Linked DNA regions of Mus musculus: region 1 is linked to region 2. The links are chromatin contacts, called in public Hi-C maps. All regions are on one chromosome and are shown on one strand. The core of a region is the stretch at or near the end of the contact, and the rest is flanking DNA. Distances in the headings are between cores, read along the strand shown. Region 1 overlaps Gm51762 (a long non-coding RNA gene). Region 2 has its middle 15 kb from the start of Gm47715.

Region 1 (6,570 bases), core at 1,066-3,565, 140 kb before region 2:
CGTGGGTAGCAGGAACAGGAGATAGAGTCCTCCTCCAGGCTTCCCCTGACTGCCTTTTCTCTACGTTCCAAGCTCTGAGAAGGCAAAGAGAAGAAAACATCATAGATGGGCTCATTTGAATCCTGGGACATGGATGGAAGGAGCCTTAGAAAGCTTCACTCAGAGAAAAGTCTGAGACCTTTTGTTTCCAAATCACATTATTTCAGATACTGGGAGTCGTGGCTCTGAGATAACCGTGCATCGCTTTCTGAATAGAAGTTCATTGCCCTTGGAAAAGCTCTTAACCAAACCTGATTTGATTTTTGTACATGTCCCCTCTGTTCTTTTCACTTCCCAGAAAGCAATTTCAGAGGTAAATAGTTATCTGCCAGATCCACTAGATTTAACAAATGTAGCATAATTCTATAATTCTCTGTGATTTCCCAATTACTCTTTAGCTGCCGCTTCAAATTGCTGAAGGAGCGTATTTACTTATGAATTTAACTTGTTGATCTAAATTCTAGGCAACTTAGTTTCCAAATAAATTGACATTTATAATCATTTAGAGCAATATTGCAAGATGTAAGGCAAATATTTATTCTGGGAATAAGTACTTCAAGCTCATGGGTTTATTCCAATTTCCTGCCTTCTCATTACTTTTTCGGGTTATTTTCTTCTGTTAGCTTTCACATTCTTACATAATCCTTAGGGAAACTAAATTTAAACATTTTTAATGGAAATTTCTAATATTTAGATAAATAAGTGTTAGGAACAAGCAAAAGAAACTTCTTGTAAATGCTACCATTTTGTTTTCAGACTCTGTTTAATCATAAAAAGAAATGAAATTCAGGGTCCCAGGCATAGGGGAGCTGGGGACTTCCCTTTAACTGAACAGCTTCTATTGTAAACAGTTGTCTAGTCCAGCCATCTCAAGGACAACCTCTTCAGACTGCTGGCAGGGTCAAACAAGATTATGTTCCCAGCCTAGGGACAAACACCTACCCAACTTCTCCATGTTTTCTTAATTGTCTGTTAAATTAGTAAAGAATATAGACATTGCTGTTATCTAAGCCAAGGTGCATACATTATAAAAATATATATACTAATTTCCTGTTATGCCCTAATTAACTACATGCAGTTGACCCACTGCTTTGTCCTCTTATCACTCTGAGCTCCAGACCTACAGTCAAGGAGAATGAGTTAAGGACCTTGAGCCAGGTGCCCTGGATACGGCCCAGTCTCCAACAGGTTCTCCCTTGCTTAATCCATAATGTCAAAATACAATTGGATAACACTGCAGTTCACCCATCTCTTTGTGTTCCCTTCCTTTAAAAATGTTCAGATCCAGAACTGGCTGCCTCCCTGAGAGCTCAGAAAATAAAGTTTTCATATTTAAGCTTCCATCTCTGAAATGAACTTTTTCAGCTTCCACCCTGAACCCAACATTAGTAAAGTAAACGAGTAGACCAGTTGGTGTGGGGAGGAAGGGAGAAAGAGTTCAGCAGTTCAACCCAGATAAGAATAAAGTTAACTTTTACAAGTGTGTATTATTAGCTTAACACTCTAAGGCCTAAAAAAATGGCTGTTAAAGTTGCTGGCTGGATTGCACAGCTAAATAGTAACAGTTCCATATTTCAAGAGACCACGTAAGTACTTTGCATATGTTGCCATCAGACTTTTTTCCTCCTCATTGTGACACACTTACTGATTTTGAAATGGAGGTTTATAGTTCAAAAGTTTATCTAGCTCACATGTTACATGAGGCAGACCCATGATCTGAATCCAGGATTTTTTTTTTAAACCACTGCCTTACATTGGTAGAAAGTCTCCTTAGCAAGATATACAGTAATAACATAAACACAATCATATTCTAATGAGTTCTATTGAGACTCATTAGCATTCAGATCTTTCTAGCTTCCTTATGTAAGAGTTTGTCTACGAGCATCTCCATGCTATTATGACAATTAGTATGAAAGATGTAGGTTGACAGATTCTACAAATCAACCTGATAACCATGGCTTTACCTTTAATCTATTAAGCTTTGGTGGGTTTAGAATGTATTTTATGTGTCTTGGTGTTTTGCCTGCATGTATATCTGTACAGCACGTGCATGTATGCCTGTTGCTTAACGAGGCTGGGAGAGACTATCAGAACCCCTGGAATTGGAGAGACACTCCACTCCACTTTGTGAGCCACTGTGGTGGGAATTGAACTCCAGCCCTCTGGTAGAACAGCAAGTGCTTTTAACCATGGCTTCATCTTTCCAGTCTCTAAGTTTTGATGAGGTCATACAGCACACAGGTTGGCTTCAGGCTCACTGTACCCAAAGCTGGTCTTGAAATTCTAGTTCTTGGCATTGTAATTATGGGCATGTGCATAGTCACGACTTTGTAAAGATGTTTGCAGCCTTATCTTTGAAATGCCTCTAAATTTTAATTTGTGATTATGAAGATATGGTTACAGCTGCATATCTACCTCATCCAATTATTTTAATTCTCAGGGCTTCTGCACAGGTGTATACTTGTTTCTTTGCATTCGACTTTCCCCACAGATAATGTGAAAGCAGTGAGGGCCTTTTAATACAGTTTTAATCAGATCTACTTCCAAGCCCATGTGACCATGATGGGTTATTTACTGAATGATACTCCCAAGTGACATACAGAAACGTGCCGTCTTGGTCTCCTGTCTCTTACTTTCATTGTCAGTATAAACATAAGCATTAATTCCTCCCACTTCTACCTCATTGTATCAAATCCTAAGCCTAAGTCTGTGTATCTTCTACTGTTCAAGGGTGTATCAACAAATGTTTGGACTTCGAACGATCTTATTTGGAATGAGTCAAAACATTAGTTAGCCCATGAGAAGGCTCCAGTTTCTGGATACATAGTTTTTATTTTTAATTTTGGTTCAGAAATATAATTTCATGCCTATGATGCCTTAGCCCATATTCAGTGCACAACCCCACACCCTCCCTAGTGTAGTTTCTTTCATGTTTTATGTTTGTGCCTATTCTAGTTTATTTTCAAGTCTCTCTCCCAGACTTCCCCCGAGACTGAATCATGTCACTGTTGAACAAGTTCAAAAGAGGATCCCTTCATTTCTCAAGTTTATTTCATATTATTGTCTTGAATTAAAATGTACTTGAAGGAAAAGCTAATATAGAAAATAAAACCCACAGGAGAGCCTATGAGAACTCAGTCTTATGTTCTTTGCAACTTTCTCAACATTTTCAGCCTGCAATGTTTCCACAACAAAGCAGCTGATCATGTGACCAGCTTTGGCTATGGTCAAGGCGGGGCAAGAGTAGTTGGAATGCTCCTGCTGCCATGTCTGACTCGGCTTCTGCAACGTGGAGCTGGCATGCAAGCAATGGCTAGGCAGAGGAGAGGCCAATGCGCTGCCTGGGGTAACTTTGTGCTCCCCAAATGAGGAGGGACAAAGGCCCCTACTGACTGGCTTTCTTGGAAGTAATGCCCAACCATTCTGCCTTCAATCTGCCGGGGCGCCTAGATTCCCTGAGAAGACTACAAAGACAGATTGGAAGATCCTGGTGGCGAGCTGAGAGCATCACCAGCAATATTTGGCCCTCAACAGTGACATATATGCATGTGGGAAAGCAACGGAGAAATGGATGAGTCCTCACCACTGCACACCTGTGAGGTTCTTACACCACACCACTGCACACCTGTGAGGGACTTACTCCACACCGGTGACCCCTAGGCACCTGGTACAGAGAGTTTCTCCTGGTTAATTCAGGCGAGGGACTAAGCAGGACTAGAAGACAATAAGCAGGTTGTCTGTGCTGCCCCAGCCTTCAGTCTTTCCCCCTCAGCGGTCTTGTGCTTTGGTTCAGATGAACAACATGGAAGAGAGAATATGATGTACACAGAGTCACTTTCTGTAACAAGGACAGCATCAGACTAAGAAGAAAGAACTATTGGGTGATTTGAAGAAAGTATAAAACTCCTCGGTCTGTCTGTCTCTTTTTTTCTTGGACAGGGCCTTACTCTCTAGCTCTGTCTTGGAACTTGCTATGCAGACCAAGCTGGATTAAACTTACAGAAATCTATCTGATTTTGCTTCCTAGTGTAGGGATTAAAAGTGTGTCTCCACATACCCATTATTAAAGATTTTTTTTTTTCGGAGACAGGGTTTCTCTGTGTAGCCCTGGCTGTCTTAGAACTCACTCTGTAGACCAGGCTGGCCTAGAACTCAGAAATCCACCTGCCTCTACCTCCCAGGTGATGGGATTAAAGGTGTGTGCCACCAACGTCCAGCTTAAGATTTATTTTTATCATTGAAAAACTGTATGTATGTGTGTGTGCCTGGGCATGTGTGAGTCCAGGCACATGAGGAGGCCAGAGGTGTAGGATTCCCTAGATCTGGCATTATTTATGCTTATGAGCTACCCGATGTGGATGTTGGGAACTAACCTTGGGTCCTCTGCTAAGATAGTGCATACCTACACATACATAATACATTTGGATATATGTATGGATGTGATGAGTAACAGAGCCCCCCTGCTGTGGGTTTGCTGGCCCTGATTTCTGTGCTTTCCTCTCTCTAGACCTTTGGGAAAGGGAAGGTGACCTTAAATTCTCAGATTCATTTCCCCTTTGGCAGGACAAATCAAAACTGCAAAACCAAACCAAAATAAAATCTGAGACCAACAATAATAATCATCACCTCCATCACCTCTAAGCAATCCAGGGACATTTAGTGGTTAGATCTGTGTGCAGAGCATACAGACAGTGATTCTGGAAAACATAGTTGAAGACTAGACAGTGTAGAAAACCATTCTTGGAAAAAAAAACAGAATGTAGCATCTTTGGAGTAGAGTTAAACTTATTAAGCAGGAGAAATGATGTCATATATAATTCAAGAAAGAAATGATGTTATATATGATTCTAGAAAGAATTTTTTTACCCAGAAATTAAAAACTTCAGTATGACAAAGAAAAATATTGAAAAAATATCAGGAGACAGACAGGGAAATAAGCAGGATGAAGTGCCTGTAGTTTGCATCAAACAGGGATGTATTTAAAAAAGTTTCTGTCCCATGTGTACACTCATGAGAAATGAGCTAAAGACATCAACAGTCAGACCACAGAAAAGAGAAAATATTTGGAAGGGGAGAAAACTTAGTGTCCTCTCCTTGTTCATCAGAATTTTCATGGCTTCTTATCCCCATAACACTAGACAGACAAACAAATATATCTAAGCATAGCCTTATGTGACACTCGAGTTTTAAACAATGACCCAAAGATGCAGGAGGAAATGTATTTTCTGTGAAGACTGGTGATATGAGTCGGGGTTTGGAGAAACATTGCTGGATAAGATGGGGTGTGGCCTACTGGCCATAAACAAAGGAGTGGAGGTGTGTTCGCACAGGCTCTTTCCTGTCTCTCTCTAGGACACCCCTTCTCCCAATGCTCCACCGCCTGAGGCTTCTCAGGAGAGAAGGAATGAGGCTGGAGAGTGACCTGCTAGGTAATACGGCTTTGCTTGAGGAAGGAGATTTCTGATTTCTATGCTCGCTTTTGCAGGAGAGGAGTCATAGATTCTACAAGCCAATTCAGAGTAAACAGATAGACAGTGTAGGCTTAGCTTTCTCAAGACCTACTTTATTTAGGGTTCTTAAACTGTTCAACCTCCCTTCTAACCGACCAACCAGAGGTGTGTGTGTGGGGGTGGTGGTAGGGGGGAGTTAATAGGAAAAGGGACTTGTGGACCTGATTAAAAGTAGTTCCTTGGTACAATTCCACTCTTTGTTCTCAGGATCCCAGCAGTCAATTCAATAGTAAACACCCAACACCAGTCAATAGCTGCAGCACAATCCAACAGAAACAGCAAGGCTCTGCCAAACCAGCACAAGTCAGCAGAAGCAGCCAGAAGCAGCCAGAATACCATCAGCAGTTCTTTGGTGCATTTCTCTATACAGAGTGAAGACCAGCAAAGTGTTGCAATGCATAGTAATGTAAGAACATCCTCTTACTTTCTGTGGGGTTCTATTTATTTTCTTTCTAAACATTCCATGCCCTCTTAAGTGTCTGTTTTCAGGAAAACATCACATGCCCTCTCACAAGACAGCTTCCAGAGAAACATCATGTGACACAACTGAGTTGTTTAAGAAATGAAAAACGTCCACCTCAATACAGTGTCCCATCTCCCTTAGCTCAACATCATCAGTATGCCAAGGAGGTATTATACTTGAGAGAATGTTTTATACATGTTCTGAGCCCCAGCAAGGCCAATGAACCTTCTTAGGCATCTGGGAAATAAAAATGGGAATGAGTTATCATCTTCAACCAATATTATATTTAAAAATTAAACTTTGAATGATATGCAAGAGTAACACAATATGGCACCTCAAATACAGCACTTTGGCATCAAGGTTATTTTGAGAAAAGTGGAACTGAGGAAAGGCAATCCTAAGGACATTCCTTGCCTAAAAGCAGGACATGAACTTGGCAAGGTGTTCCTCTTCTGTCTTCTACCAGGAAAGACAGAAGGTGATCGCTGGAGACAACCCAAGACCTTGCTCAGGCACCAGAGCAAGCTGTGCAGTAAAAAGTACTCACCAGGCTCTGTC
Region 2 (5,846 bases), core at 2,195-4,694:
GAGGATGCTCAAGCTACACTCAGTGTGGCACACAATCCCCTTCTTCTGTCTCAGATCAAGATGTTCAACTCATCTTTCTTCAGCACCATGTCGGCCTGAAAGATGCTATGCTTCTCATCATGATGGCAATGAACTAAACCTCTGAAGCTGTAAGCCAATTAAATGTTTCCTTTTATAAGAGTTGCCATAATCATGATATCTCTTCACAGCAATGAAAACCCTAAAGAAGACAAACATATTTTTCCAAATTGAAAGTTTTAAGAAGATAGTCTTTCTCTATTTCCTTTCCAACCTCTCAGAATCAACTAAATGGTTTACAAACCATAAGCCAATCATGTGTGTGTGTTTGTGAGTGTGTGAGAGTGAGAGGGATAGGAAGAGGGAGACAGAGAAGGAGGGGGGACAGAGAGAGAGAGAGAGAGAGAGAGAGAGAGAGAGAGAGAGAGAGAGAGAATAACAGAAAAAAGAGCATGGATAGAGAAGGCAATGTAGGAGGAATTGCAAAGAGGAAACAGAAGTGGGGAATGATGTAATTATATTTTAAGAAGAGAAACAACTTAAAAAGAAAAAAGTGGAAATAGATTAGGGAGTGATAATGAGTGAGTCCAGACTTTTCCTCACAGCAGGCATCACTGTCCACACTCTGATTCTAACAACAGATCTTTATTTCCTGTCCCATCTCTAGGTTTTCAGTCCCTTCTTTGCTTATCTTCTCTTATGGAAGCATCCCTTCCAGGGCTACTTTGTACATAGACCTGGGGAAGCAAGACACTCAATGCAGGAAAGCATAGATGTGTGGGCATTGGACTCACTGCCCTGCGCTGACAGCGAGGGGAGTCTTTCAGGCCAATGCTCTTCTGCCTGGGAGTCACTGAGCTTGGTTCTGCTGCTGAGAATTAGCAGCCTCTGTTCACCTTTCTTCAGGGAGAATCACACACACACACACACACACACACACACACACACAGAGAGAGAGAGAGAGAGAGAGAGAGAGAGAGAGAGAGAGAGAGAGAGAGAGTGAGAGAGTTTTCCATGCCCCTGGCTGTGACCAATCATAGCTCTCTTAAAGAGAACTTAGTCAAAAGTCAAATCCCATGATAGAAAGCATAAGAATAGCTCATAGTAAATTAGGGCAAGAGGAAATTCCTCTGTAAGGAATTTAGATTAGGAAATACAATAGATTTAGCTGGTGTTTGGGCTCATTTGAGAACACAGTGGAATGTCATAAAACACTTTCTATTCATTTATAAATGTTATACATTTTATAAATTTTATATGTATACATTTATATACATACATATGGAATTTATTTTAAAAATGTATCAAAGTTTATGGCTTAACTAAGAAAACTTGGTACTTTGAAATATAAGTACTTAAATTAGAAAAACAAATATTGTTAACTATACTGGAAGTGTAAACTTAAATTTTGACTTTAAAATTACATGTCTACTCTTTAAGCTTTTACCTTTCTTACCCTCGTCTCTAGCCCTCCTTCTCTCTTTCCCTTCCCCACTCTCTCCACGTGGCCATGGCCGGTCTCTCTCTCTCTCTCTCTCTCTCTCTCTCTTTCTTTCTTTCTTTTTTCTTTTATTTTATTTTTTAATAGATATTTTCTTTATTTACATTTCAAATGCTTTCCCAAAAGTTCCTTATTCCCTCCCCACCACCCCCCCCCGTCCGCTACCCTACCCACCCACTCCTACTTCTTGGCCCTGGCATTCCCCTGTACGGGGGCATAAAGTTTGCAAGACCTAGGGGCCTCTCTTCCCAATGATGGCCGACTAGGCCATCTTCTGCTACATATGCAGCTAGAGACACGAGCTCTGGGGGGTACTGGTTAGTTCATATTTTTGTTCCACCTATAGGGTTGCAGACCCCTTCAGTTCCTTGAGTACTTTCTCTAGCTCCTCCACTGAGGGTCCTGTGTTCCATCCTATAGATGACTCAGCCTCTCTCTTTCTACCTTCTCTCTTTCTCTGTGTCTTTATACAATAAAGCTCTAAAACCATAGAGAAAAATTACATGTCTAAATCAATTTAAAAATTTAAATTAGAATGAAAAGGCTTTTCTAGTTCAATCAATACCTTAGAAACATAACAAGTACATAATTTAAAAAACACAGAGTAGTAAAACAAATATCAGTACTGTGGTTAATATTTGGCTTCATATAGACATGGCTCTGTTCACTTCTAAATCTTTTGAATGGGGAGTGCTTAGACTTCACAGAAATAAAAACACCCTCATAACGTCATAGAGAAAATAAATAACAAACCCAGAAAAGATATAGACAAAAGGGATCACTTCTATACTGCTGATGGCACTGTAAAATAATTTAAGAATTATGAAAATCAATCTGGGGATCATCAAAAACTTATATACATGTATATTTATGGTGTGTGTGTGCATGTTTGTGTGTGTGTGTGTGTGTGTGTGTGTGTGTGTGTATGTCTACAATACAATTCAGCTATATTATACTCCTGAGAAAACATTTAACTGGAGTGTGTTTACAGTTTCAGAGGTTTAGTCCACTAAAGTCATGGTGGGAAGCATGGCGGCATGCAGGCAGACTGGAAAGGTAGCTGATAGTTCTACATCTGGATCCACAGGAAGCAAGAAAAGAGAGACACTGGGCCTGGTTTGAGCATTTAAAATGCCACCCCACCCCCCAGTGACACACTTCCACCAGTGAGGTCATGCCTCCAAGCTCCCATCAAGTAGCTCCACTCCCTAATAACCAAGAATTCAATATGGGAGCCTATGGGAGCCATTCCTAATCAACCCCCCACAAGTCGACACTTACCTTTAAAGATACTGAAAGGACTTGCACATTTAATTTAAAGCATTTTAAAGTTTGGTGTGCCTTCTATTGTAGTGAAATGGAGACGACATATGCTGAGGAATAGTCTTGTTTGGTTTCAGTGAAGTGTACTGATTAGGCTGTGATGTTTGCTGTGAATAAAGGTGAGATAGTACCACAGAATTGCAGCATCCAGAACTTGGCTGCTTTTCCTCCTACTCAGCCAGGTCCTGCAGCATGGGTCTCTGGAGAGATTTTTATGATCGGCCCTATGCAGTTACCGGCTTGTCCTATCTTTTACATTTCCTTCCACTTACTGTGTTCTCATGCAATGTCAAAATCCCTTGTGCAGGTCTCAAAAATAGCCCTACTGCCGTTAAGGAGACACCAGAGGCAAACTACACTCGTGATTTACAATGATGATGTCTATTCTCAAATGCCCTCTAAATATAGCACCTACTTGCTTGAAAAGAACGAGACAGGTTTCTAGGTTTCAACAATGTGAAGGGGAACTGAATGAAGAAAACTGTGAGTCAGACTGGCTGTGCCTGCTGCCAACAATTCGGGGAGTCATGGAGGTGGAGGCTTGCCTATGTGGCTGGAGCAAGTCATTGTTGTTCACAAGCTAGTGCTGCTGCTGGTAGGAGAACTCCTAGCTGTTTCCCACCCTAGTTTTCAGACTCTAGAAATGAACAAAAACAAGTGGGAAGGGCAGAGGCACTGCAGTGATGATTCATTCAAATGAGTAAGAAGCATTGCTTTAGTGCAAAGGCATCTAGGTGTGCCCGTATGAGAAACATCAAATTCGTTAGTGCCTTCTAACGCCTAGAATCTCATTACTGCCCAGCTCAATCACTTAGTCATCCAAGATATCTTCAAGAAACAGTGTGTGTGTGGGGGGGGGGGGGTATGTACATAAACTCAGTTAGCAAAGTGTTTAGCTACACAAGTCTTAATCCCGATCACTTGCCTAAAATATCTGGGAATGGTGGCCAGCCCTGGGGCTTGCTAATTAGAGTCTAGCCCAGTTGGTTGGCCTCAGATCTCAGTAAGAGAGTAAAAGACCTCAGTGGGGAGACCTCCACTCACAAGTCCCGAGATGGCATGCACACCCAGGGAATCACGAGAGACCGCCTTGATGCAAACACATGAGGTAGTTTAATGACGGAGCTCCAGGCCAACACGTATCTCACACAGGAGACAGAGGAGTCGACCACGAGGCTCAAAAGTTAGGGGTTTATATAGGAAAAGAGTGGGGGTAGGGGAAGAATTGGTGTGGGTTCACACAATTGGACAGTTTAAACATCAGCAAACTGTACGTGCAGAGTAAGGTAACAGCAATTCTGAGGGGCAGGGGCTTATGACTCAGCTGAGATAGTCCGGTAGTCCGGACATCCCTGCTGTGATTGTCTGGATGTCTTTGCAGGTCTTCTCCTATCTTTATGGCTAGCCAGTTCCTGGAATGACTTAACAGCAACAGCCTTTGTTCTTTGCCTTTGGCCCAAAAAGCCCTCCTAACTAGCAAGCCGCATGAGTCATGGACCTTGAATTTAATTTTCTTTCAAGAGCTTGTTTAAAAAATTAATTAATTAATGAAAATTAAAAATGAAAAGAAGGATTAAAATTTAAAAAGTGTATTTGTTAGGTCCCCAAATTCTGGAAGGCAGTGCATATATCCAGAAATTAGTCTAGGCTCTGTTCAGACTGGTGCTGTAGAAAGATTTCTGGTAGTGAGATAAAAACCTATAAATAGCATTTCTCCGAATCCTGTGAGACAGGTTTCTGTACGTCAAAAGGATTCACTTCCATTATCTTCCCTTGACTCTGGCAAAAGGACATATGGCTACCCATTGACATCTACTTACCTGTGGGTACAAATCAAAATCCATAGTGCCCTCTAAAGGCTTCTAATCTGAGGTACTGTGCACTTCACTGTTCTTAGAGCTACTCAGTCTCCCACTGAGAAAGACAAACCCACAGACAGGTCTACCTTTCAGACAGGCTTCCTGAAGATGGAGGTAACTCAGTAAACTTACATAACTAGGTTCAATGAAAGAAGAAACTCAGACTACAGTAGTATTGTTATTTTAAAACCTGCCTTTACTATTTCTTTATTTTAAAAAAAAATGGGGAAAAAAAGCTTTCTGATGGCTGCTCTCAGTAATCAAGCACCTGTGTCTCTGTGTCTCGTGGTAAATGACTGAATATTTCCAGAAAAAAGGAAAAGTAAAAAAATTAAAGGTCTGAGGAAGTGATTTAAGGTGTGTGAATTGTGAGGTTCTGAGGGAGTGATTTAACATATGTGAAAAAAATGAGACAGACATACATAATGGTAAGACTGCAAAAGTTCAGAGTTTGTAGGTATTAATCAAAGGAGTTCTGTTAAGCTTTTAGTCTGGCTTTGATAAAGCATTGGCTACTAAACTTCCTTTAAAAATTATCATAGTCACAGGCTCAAAAAATTGCAGTTCTTGGTTGCTTTCTAAAGGTAGACTTAAAAGCGCTTCTTGTGCTGAAAGCATTTCTGTCCAATCTCTATCTATCTAGTCCTTGGGCAGAGGGAAGAGTGTTCATGAGTTTCTTCCAGAACCATCTTTTGGGTTCTTTTCCCCTTGGTTCTCTTTCCTCCAGGAAATCTCTCTTACTACTGATGGATGTTCATGTGTGCATCATGTTAGTAACTGCCCAGGCTTCCTTGCTGCTATGATCCAAAGGCATGTGTCTGCCTAAGATGTCAGGGACACTTAACTGATTTTTCTACAATGAGAATTTCAATGCAGATTATAGACAATAGTAAGCTCATGGTTCTAAAACCTTTATCTTGCATCAACTCTAAAGGTGTCATGTGAGCTCCAGGGAGTTGCAGCTTGCATCTATCTGCCACAGGTCAACTGGACCTCTTTGCCTCCAGTTGGGTTTGTATTCTCTTTGTTGAAAAACAGGGGTTTTTCTATGCCCGACTTGCTCTGAAATAATGACATGGAGAGCTTTATATTTATTAACAAGATGGAGGCTTTATAGCTGGGCAGATTCCAAGCTTATCTAAGCT

The links. Hi-C and Micro-C count contacts between places; a contact is called where the count stands out from the background.
Region 1: a Hi-C map of epidermal suprabasal cells shows a contact between it and region 2, with 1.5 times the contacts expected there. The contact joins two enhancer-like sites. A contact is called at or near these places in 8 of 484 Hi-C or Micro-C datasets (the C2C12 cell line, the G1E-ER4 cell line, bone marrow-derived macrophages and 3 more), 4 of 115 datasets of contacts at active chromatin or transcription factors (the SCID.adh cell line, acute myeloid leukemia, embryonic fibroblasts and 1 more) and 1 of 9 other capture datasets (embryonic stem cells).

What each region holds. Positions count from the first base shown.
Region 1 is chr10:25,121,291-25,127,860 of GRCm38.p6, reverse strand. Gm51762 (a long non-coding RNA gene) reads right to left here. Exons shown (of 2, transcript XR_003948858.1): 2 at 1-74. Among named protein-coding and RNA genes, the nearest start is that of Gm36313, 30 kb to the left of the region's middle. Within about 2 kb of position 2,315, at least 21 of the 459 cell types and tissues checked have an H3K27ac peak or open chromatin away from gene starts, as enhancers often do. A contact at or near this core is called in epidermal suprabasal cells, where this site is marked.
Region 2 is chr10:24,982,564-24,988,409 of GRCm38.p6, reverse strand. No RefSeq gene overlaps it. Among named protein-coding and RNA genes, the nearest start is that of Gm47715, 15 kb to the left of the region's middle. Within about 2 kb of position 3,444, at least 12 of the 459 cell types and tissues checked have an H3K27ac peak or open chromatin away from gene starts, as enhancers often do. A contact at or near this core is called in epidermal suprabasal cells, where this site is marked.